Regions from separate parts of the Zea mays genome. Here region 2 is linked to region 1. Evidence: chromatin contacts called from public Hi-C data. All regions are on one chromosome and are shown on one strand. The core of a region is the stretch at or near the end of the contact, and the rest is flanking DNA. Distances in the headings are between cores, read along the strand shown. Region 1 holds the start of LOC100281980 (40S ribosomal protein S30). Region 2 holds the start of LOC103638011 (ALBINO3-like protein 2, chloroplastic).

Region 1 (3,619 bases), core at 274-2,773:
TATAGGAGACATATGAACAATACTAAACTGTAGAGGTTACTTTATCTTAAGCAAAAGTTCGAGAAAGATATATTAAAAATGAGACATATCCTTTTTTTTATAGCTAATTCAACAACTTGTCCTCGGTACTATTGAGAAGCGCCGTATGATATTAGACTTGACTGACTGTTTTCTCACATTCTATCTAGAGACCACTTAACGGCGCACGACAACAATAGACCGCAAGTTAGATAAAAAAAAAGTATGAAGATTTTTTTTTTTTTTTTTTTGCAAAAGAGAGGATTGTGGAAATCAGGAAAACTGGTGTTTCGTGTGTTTAGTTCAGCTTTCCGAAACAGATTTGCTGTCAAAAAATTGAAATATAAAAAATGTACAGGTTCCTCAATTCAAAATCACATACTCGGTTGCAAAAACACAACAGCCGCTGTTCGCAATGCTGCACTAACAAACATGGGAGACTCGCAAGAAAATGGAACCCTACCAGGTTACAAACCAAGGTACGATTGGAGGCAGGGGAATGGAATACAGATCGTTTGGAGACTCAAATCGTCTTCGAGAATCGGGATTGAGCAAAGCTTGAACCTCACTTTACACAAGGCTTACATTTCCAATTATCGTTCACACCGCAAATTATCATTCTACAGTGTCAAAACAAGGATAGAACAAGCACCTTCAATCAAATAGCAGGCTCGGCTCCGCTCCCACAAACTACCCGAACCTAGTACAGATCTTATCAGCAAGCTGGTTTCAAAGTGGGCTAACCATTCAAATTTATAACTGGACCATAATGCCAGCAATAACGAGTGAAAAAACAGCAGGTTCCTTAATCAAGCGAGGAACGCCGAACCAAACAAACAAATTAGGCAAATCTAGTCAATGTCATGTAGCCAATCGACGAATGATTTAACCCACCTATTTGCATAACATTTCACAAAGAATGCAAAAAGGGGCAAGAAGTCATTGCCACGTATCATCATATCTCAAAAATTCATCCTCGATTAATAAGGAGGTTGACATATAATCTCAAGCTCTCATCTCACCGCACGAAACTGAGACTGGAACAACAACAAAAAAAGATCTTCTTCTGCTTGCACAACGAAAACTACTACCAGGAAGAGCAAGAGCATAGGCATAGGCATGCGAGCCCAACGGCGTCGCGCCTACTTCTCGGACGAGTTGGGCCCGCGCTTCTTGCCGAAGCCGACGACGGCGGTGACGAAGCGGCGGTTGTACTGCATCCTCTTGTACGCGCGGCCGCGGGGCTTCTTCTTCTTGTCCTGCTTCGCCACCTTGGGCGTCTGCCCGCGGACCTTCCCGGCGCGGGCCAGCGATCCGTGCACCTTACCTGCGCATAGACACGGGACGCGACTCACCTTGATCAGCGCGTGAGTACAGGAGGGAGCAGCGAAAGGTGAGGAAGAATGAGAGCTGGCGGTGGGTTACCCATGGCTGCGAAGTGGCGGCTGCGGCGACGGAAGCGAGTGCGGGGAGGCTGAGAGATGCGTCGGTGTCGGCGGCGGCGTCGGCGGCGGCTGTAAAAGGAAACCCTAGGTGGTGAGGGGGATGGCTTAATACGCGTGAGGGTTTTTTGCGTGCGGGCCGATTGGGCTTCAGGAAGGGTCTGTCGTGGCCCGTGGGGGACAAGATTGACGGGCTTTGTCACACTGGCCTCATGTTACCGTTCCAACCTATCTTTACAACGCTCTCGCTCTCGGTGGATCACGAGTGAGAATTGAGATTCACGGATTAATGAAAGAAAACGATGGAGAACAGAGGCCACGGAAACCATGTTTGGCGGAGACTTTTGCCATTGTAAAACGCGACAAGTTCGGCTTCAACGAAATAGAGGCGTAGACGAGGTCTTGGATGATTTAGAGATTCACACAACGCACATACGCCGATATGGACTTGAGCTCTCTCTTAGACGCGTTCGACAGTGATTAATCCTCCACCGTGAGGATCAGTCAGGGCAGCCACCGTTCCCGTCTTCAGCGCCGTTACTGCTCGGGTCGCAGTTCCACCGCTACCGCCCTGCCCCGCCGACGCCGACACCGAGCACCCCTTCCAGCCGGACGAAGAAGAGGACGCAGTCAAACAACACCTTCTCGATTCTCCGCTCGAGGCCGCCTTCCTGCACCTCACCCTCCTCCGTCTCGACGCCAACCTTTGCGACGAAGTGGTCCGCCGCGGCTCCCACCTCCTCTTCTTCCACGGGGGCGGCGCGAACGGTACCGCCACTCCCCCTGTGCAGACGCTGCTGCTAGCGACAGCGGGCCGCAGCAGGAGAACCTGAGCGTGCCGGATTCGTCCGTGCCAAATGCGAAGAGAGCGAGGCGGAGGATGACCAAATTGGCCGTCGCGGTCGCTGCCGGGTCTGTCCTCGCCGCGCTTCTTGTCTACGCCATGATTGCGATGAAGAGGCTGGACGCCGCCGAGATTGGCCCAGCAGCACGGGAAGCAGAGGCGTTCGAGCAGAACATGGATGTTGTTGGCCGACTGCGCCATCCGAACCTTGTACCACTCCGAGCATTCTTCCAGGCAAAGGAGGAGCGGCTGCTTGTGTATGATGGTCGCCGAATGAGCTTCTGCTGCAGCTACGACAGCTGCTCGCGCGGCGTCGTACGAGTCAGCTACTCGCGCGGCGCTGGAGCTCCGGGCGCGGGCTCTCCTCGCGCAACCGTGACGTCGCCGACATGCTCTGCGACTACATCCCCAGCTACTGCGCCAAGTCGTGCTCGGCCGACGACGCCACCACCGCCTCGTCCTCCTCATCCTGCTCGTCTGGCTCCGTTCAGCTCACGCGGCATTGGGCGGCCTTCTTTCATTACATCCACCACCGATTCAACGCGGTGTCCAGATCGAATCTAGACTCCACTAATTTTATGGGCACGGAAGAGCCACGTGGAGTAGAGTCCCGTCAGAACTTCTCGAACAGGCACAAGAGGTGTTCTGTTCCGGAAATTATCGACCGATGGCTCACGCACTAGCAGCAGCAGCTCGGAACCGAAATCTAAATAAAAGTCCTGCCCACGCTCTTCGCCGACTTCGACGCTGCGCCGCACTTCTCCTGCGTCGTCACGGAGTTCTGCCCCGGCGGGGACCTCCACTCGCTCCGCCACCACATGCCCAACCGCCGCTTCTTGCCCCCGTCGAACCTGCTGGCGCCCGCCAATACAAGGGCGGAGTCCGTGTCGCAGCTGCTGCCGCACGTGAAGCTCCTCCGCCGCCGCCGCGGTGGCGGCGCTGGACGCCGGCCTCCCCGGCGAGGCCGTGCGCCATTTCAACAAGGTGCTCGACACGCGCCGCAGCGTGCTGTCGCACCCCTTCGCCACGGCCTGCCTCGACGAGCTGTCCATCATGATGCCATTGGAGAGGAAGAAGAGAGAAGGAGAGAGCTCACCGGAGATAGGAGTGGCGGCTACAGCACTGACGGCCATGCAGACGGAAACCGTGCCCCTGCAGACTGATTCGGACGGAGGAGGCTTAATAGTTGTCCTCAGCGTCTATAAGAGATTACGACTAGCGAGCGGCTGCTCTGTCTGTAAACCCTGAGTGTACCAGTGTATTTCCGGCGCCACCACCGAAGATCCACTTCCTGAGCCCGGGGAGCGGGATGAGA
Region 2 (4,014 bases), core at 1,434-3,933, 200 kb after region 1:
CTAATGTGGGATGTGATGTTTTCAGACATACAAGATGTTTTCCAGTCTAAATTCCAGGTATGTGACCTATGAACCATGTTTTTATTTTGTTCTGAGGCGCATAACCATATTCCCTGCAAAGTCATCAGAAACCCACCCTGTAGCGTAATTCCTTACTAGATCTCTGTTGATTTTGTATGATATATAGATTGTTTGTTGGACCTTGTCAAGATCTTTTTTCTTCGTTCCCTACTGTTCTTCTCAACTCTTGGTACCCTACAGTACGACTTCTTTGTTCTCTTGCAGACAGCCCCCCTTGATCTGGGAACAGACGATTTTTACAAATCTAGAGAGAACATTGCAGAATCTCAGTTGAAGAGGATACGGGACGGAATGGCCGAAGAGATGCTAATCAGCTCATGGGAGCTACATCAGGGGACATCCTGCCAGGGTGTTAACTGGGCCCGTTATTCGTTAACTGATCTACGGGCTGTTGTTGCATGCGTTGGTGGCCACCGTTTGGCATCGCTCCTCCGCCATCTAGCCGTTGATTACAGGAGCTGGTCGAGTGGAATGCCCGATCTGCTGCTATGGCGTTTCCTTGATGAAAGAGGTGGAGGTGAGGCTAAACTTGTGGAGGTCAAAGGACCCAGGGACCAGCTGTCAGAGCAACAGCGTGCATGGATTCTTGTTCTCATGGATTTTGGATTTGACGTGGAAGTTTGCAAAGTAAGCCCGGTCACCAAGCGGAGATAGTTCGCTTGCTAAATTTATTCTGATTATTACGATGCAAAATGTATTTGGTTGATTAGATAGAAGGGCAAATCTGTAACGCATAAGCAATGGCATTGTTGTCGTGTTGCACTGAAGTAACAGTCAAGCTCTACTTGACATGCTATCTATAACTTTGAGAGGGAAGGATGCATTTAATTGTCTGAATCGGCACAAGTTAGAAGAGGAAATTCTGATAAAATTAAATATCGTAGGGGCAATTTCTTTTTACGTTTGAGGTGAGGCTCGTAAAGCGTACGCATGTCCTTATACAAAAGAACGACTGTCACGATGACCTGAGATGAACAAGTACACAACGACGTGCATTTTCTAGCTTGGACAGAAAGCATGCTTTTGCAACCAAAGGCACACAAAGGGTGCTTCACCACAATTTGTGAGAATTCCATGTCCCAAAGATAATCACGACACAGATCATCCAACGCTTTGTAGTTTGACAGCCATTTTAAGTATGCTGGCTTTCCTCCAGGCCATGTGTTGCTTTTTGATCTAATCCTAGATGAATATGGCGCTAAACGCCTCCTCCAGCGCTCTTCTCTTGCTCAATTCAGCAGTCCATCCGCCAGCCCGTGCTGCTCGCTCTGCGCGTAGTCTCCTGGTCTCCTCGTCGTCTCCTTGCAGAGGATCCGACCCACTGCCGATTAGTTGGGGCGCCATACCTGTGGGGCGAGGCTGAGCCACTCCCCCAAGAACAGCGGCAGGTGCATACTGGCCCTGAACTCCTGCCCCGCCACTAATACCCTGAGAACTCCCAGCAGCCTGTTACAGATTGCAAGAGCACCAAGTGTTGGCATTTACACCAACACAGCATCAATGCATCAACATCTCAAGAAAAAAAATAGTACTCCCTCTCGTTCCAAATTCTAAGCCGCTTTGACTTTTTCGCTACATCCATTCTGTTATGCATCTAGAATTCTAGATATATAGCAAATTCTTGCGTACCCTAAAACTCAATTGCCCCTTTGATCACTAAATCACCACTCCTGCATAATTAATTTTATTTTCTAGTGCAAAGCATACATCCAATACTGTGATTACGATCACAATTTCCAATAGAACATGTTGATAAGATGTCAAGGTGATAAATCTGAAAGCTGTCACTTCATGATTCAGCATTTCATCACTACCATATTCTCATGATATTTACTAGAAGTTTGCCTGGTTGACATGCTAAATACTAGTGCCAAATATTTCCGATGCAAGTAACTTACCAGTAACACCAGCATGATGGGATTGCTCGTGTACTTACACAACCAGCTATCAGATTATCAGATCTCTAAGCTAAAGAAAACCCATATTTTATAACCTTCACAGTTAATTTACGAAGGAAACATATATCTCGAAGATATCTACTGACCGTATCATTTGCTTCGGCCTTTACAGGGTTCATCCTGCTTGCTTTAAGTGCTGCCGCAAGATCTTCCGCCTACAAAGGAACACATTATTACATAAAAGATAAATCTTTCTCAATCGGATATATGAATATGTCGAAGGTTAGGGTAAAACATTTCAACGGGAATTTTGGTACTCCATAAGACTACATCGCGGATCATGACAATACACACCCTTTTAGCTCTGGACAAGTATATCTGCTCCGCATTTTCCTGTTGGTATCTTGCAATTTTTGCTTCAATCTCCTCGACATCTATCCCTTCGATCAGGTTGAAAGCTTGAAAAGAAAATTCAAACCTGCTAAGTTTTTCCCAACTGTATAATTCAAGAATAATAGATTAACGAAAAGGGGAAACAACTCACTCATATCCTCAACTTCTTCCAGATAATCGTTGTAGTCTTTCAGAGTAGGGAAGTGTTCCTGCGTCTTGTTGAATCTGAACCCAAATCCATACAAAATAATGGCCGTTAGCAGCTTGATAGAAAAGAATCCCTTTTCTTACAGATAACAGAGAGATTGATTAAGGGTGTGCAGCGCACATGCTGGCTATCCTGCGGCGGAGGGTCATCTCCTTCGCCCACGCGTTCCCCCCGCCGCCTGACACCATCACCATCTCACCGCCGCGGCCTAGACCGCAGGATCAGGTCCTGCACTGCCGTGGACTCGCGCCGCGGCGGGTTCGACCTGGGAAGTGAGCACGGTGGCTAGGGTTCGGAGTGGGGAGAGGAATGGGGGAGAAACGTATGCGGTATGCCTCAACGGCAATTAGGAGAAAAATGAGAGGTCCTTCCGACAAATTGCTGGTTTTAGTCGATCTGAGCCGTCTGATTACCGATCCAACAGCTAGTATCTTGCACATGTCAAGGGTTTACTTGTCACTTGCATGCACGTGACGAACGCCATGGCGCTTGCGGTTCGTCTCATCGGCCGCCGCCGGTTCCTCCCGCCGCCGCTCGCCGCCGCCGTTGCTCACCTCTCTGCCGCTTCCCAGAGCCCGTGCCACCACCACCACCCACTTCCGACCCCCGCGCTCCCGTTGCCCCCTCGTGAGCTCCATCCTTTCGCTCTCCACTGGCGAAGCTTCTCCTGGTACTCCCGCTCCGGCTCCGGGTCTGATAGCAGTCCCGGCACCGCTGCCGCGGACGCTCGCGGAGAGGACGTGTACATCGAGAAGGAAAGCGTGCACTTGGATGGCGTGACAATCGTTGATGACGGGGGAGGGGTCGTCAGTGAGGCGGGTGCTGCGGCGGATGCCGTGGGAGATGCCGCCGGCGCCACGGCCGACGGCGTCGGGGGAGTGCCGGAATTGGCTGTTAGCACAGTTTTGGACCTCATGGACGGGATCCATAGCCTCACCGGACTGCCGTGGTTGGTCTCTCATCACTGCTGAAAAAAACATTCCATTTCCCGTTTATTTTTGGCAACATGCTGTCTCGTGCCAATTTGAGGCTACGCTTTTGCTCGTACTTTTGCTTATGCTATGAATATCCCCTGTAATTGAGCCAATGAATGTAGTTTAAGTTTAATTTTTGATGTTCACGACAGGTGGATGACAATCTCCTTTTCTACTGTGGCCATGAGATTGTGGATACTTCCCGTCCTCATAGTGCAGTTACAGAAGACTGCTGAAATTGGTGAAGTGTTCCGAAAAGGTAAGTTGTGCTGCCTGATCTGCAAGCTTCCTATTGTCTGGTGATGCAGCAACGTGTGGGCTAATCATTTTCTTTATCCATCTTAGAGAAATTGAGCAGAAGTATATTCTAAATTCCAACGGATTTCCTTATGCAATTTAATACGTTCCATTGACAATTAAGGATCAATACCCCTGTGCCTCAATTCAAACAAAAAAGAGG

Evidence for each region. A called contact is a pair of places that touch in the nucleus more often than the background predicts.
Region 2: a Hi-C map of leaf mesophyll shows a contact between it and region 1, with 3 times the contacts expected there. The contact joins the promoter of LOC103638011 here to the promoter of LOC100281980 in region 1. A contact is called at or near these places in 18 of 25 Hi-C or Micro-C datasets (bundle sheath, ear, endosperm and 5 more) and 2 of 3 datasets of contacts at active chromatin or transcription factors (leaf and seedling).

What each region holds. Positions count from the first base shown.
Region 1 is chr9:17,008,690-17,012,308 of Zm-B73-REFERENCE-NAM-5.0, forward strand. It overlaps LOC100281980 (40S ribosomal protein S30), which reads right to left and starts at 1,524. Exons shown (of 2, transcript NM_001245894.2): 1 at 1,444-1,524; 2 at 824-1,345. The coding sequence starts at 1,447. The coding sequence ends at 1,161. It also overlaps the pseudogene LOC100279382.
Region 2 is chr9:17,204,102-17,208,115 of Zm-B73-REFERENCE-NAM-5.0, forward strand. It overlaps LOC103638011 (ALBINO3-like protein 2, chloroplastic), which reads left to right and starts at 2,684. Exons shown (of 15, transcript XM_008661016.3): 1 at 2,684-3,529; 2 at 3,707-3,813. The coding sequence starts at 3,045. LOC103638012 (RNA polymerase II transcription factor B subunit 3) reads right to left here and starts at 3,518. Exons shown (of 5, transcript XM_008661020.3): 1 at 2,701-3,518; 2 at 2,524-2,597; 3 at 2,334-2,437; 4 at 2,126-2,194; 5 at 1,053-1,527. The coding sequence starts at 2,774. The coding sequence ends at 1,264. It overlaps LOC100381803, which reads left to right. Exons shown (of 15, transcript NM_001365640.1): 14 at 1-57; 15 at 286-895. The coding sequence ends at 735.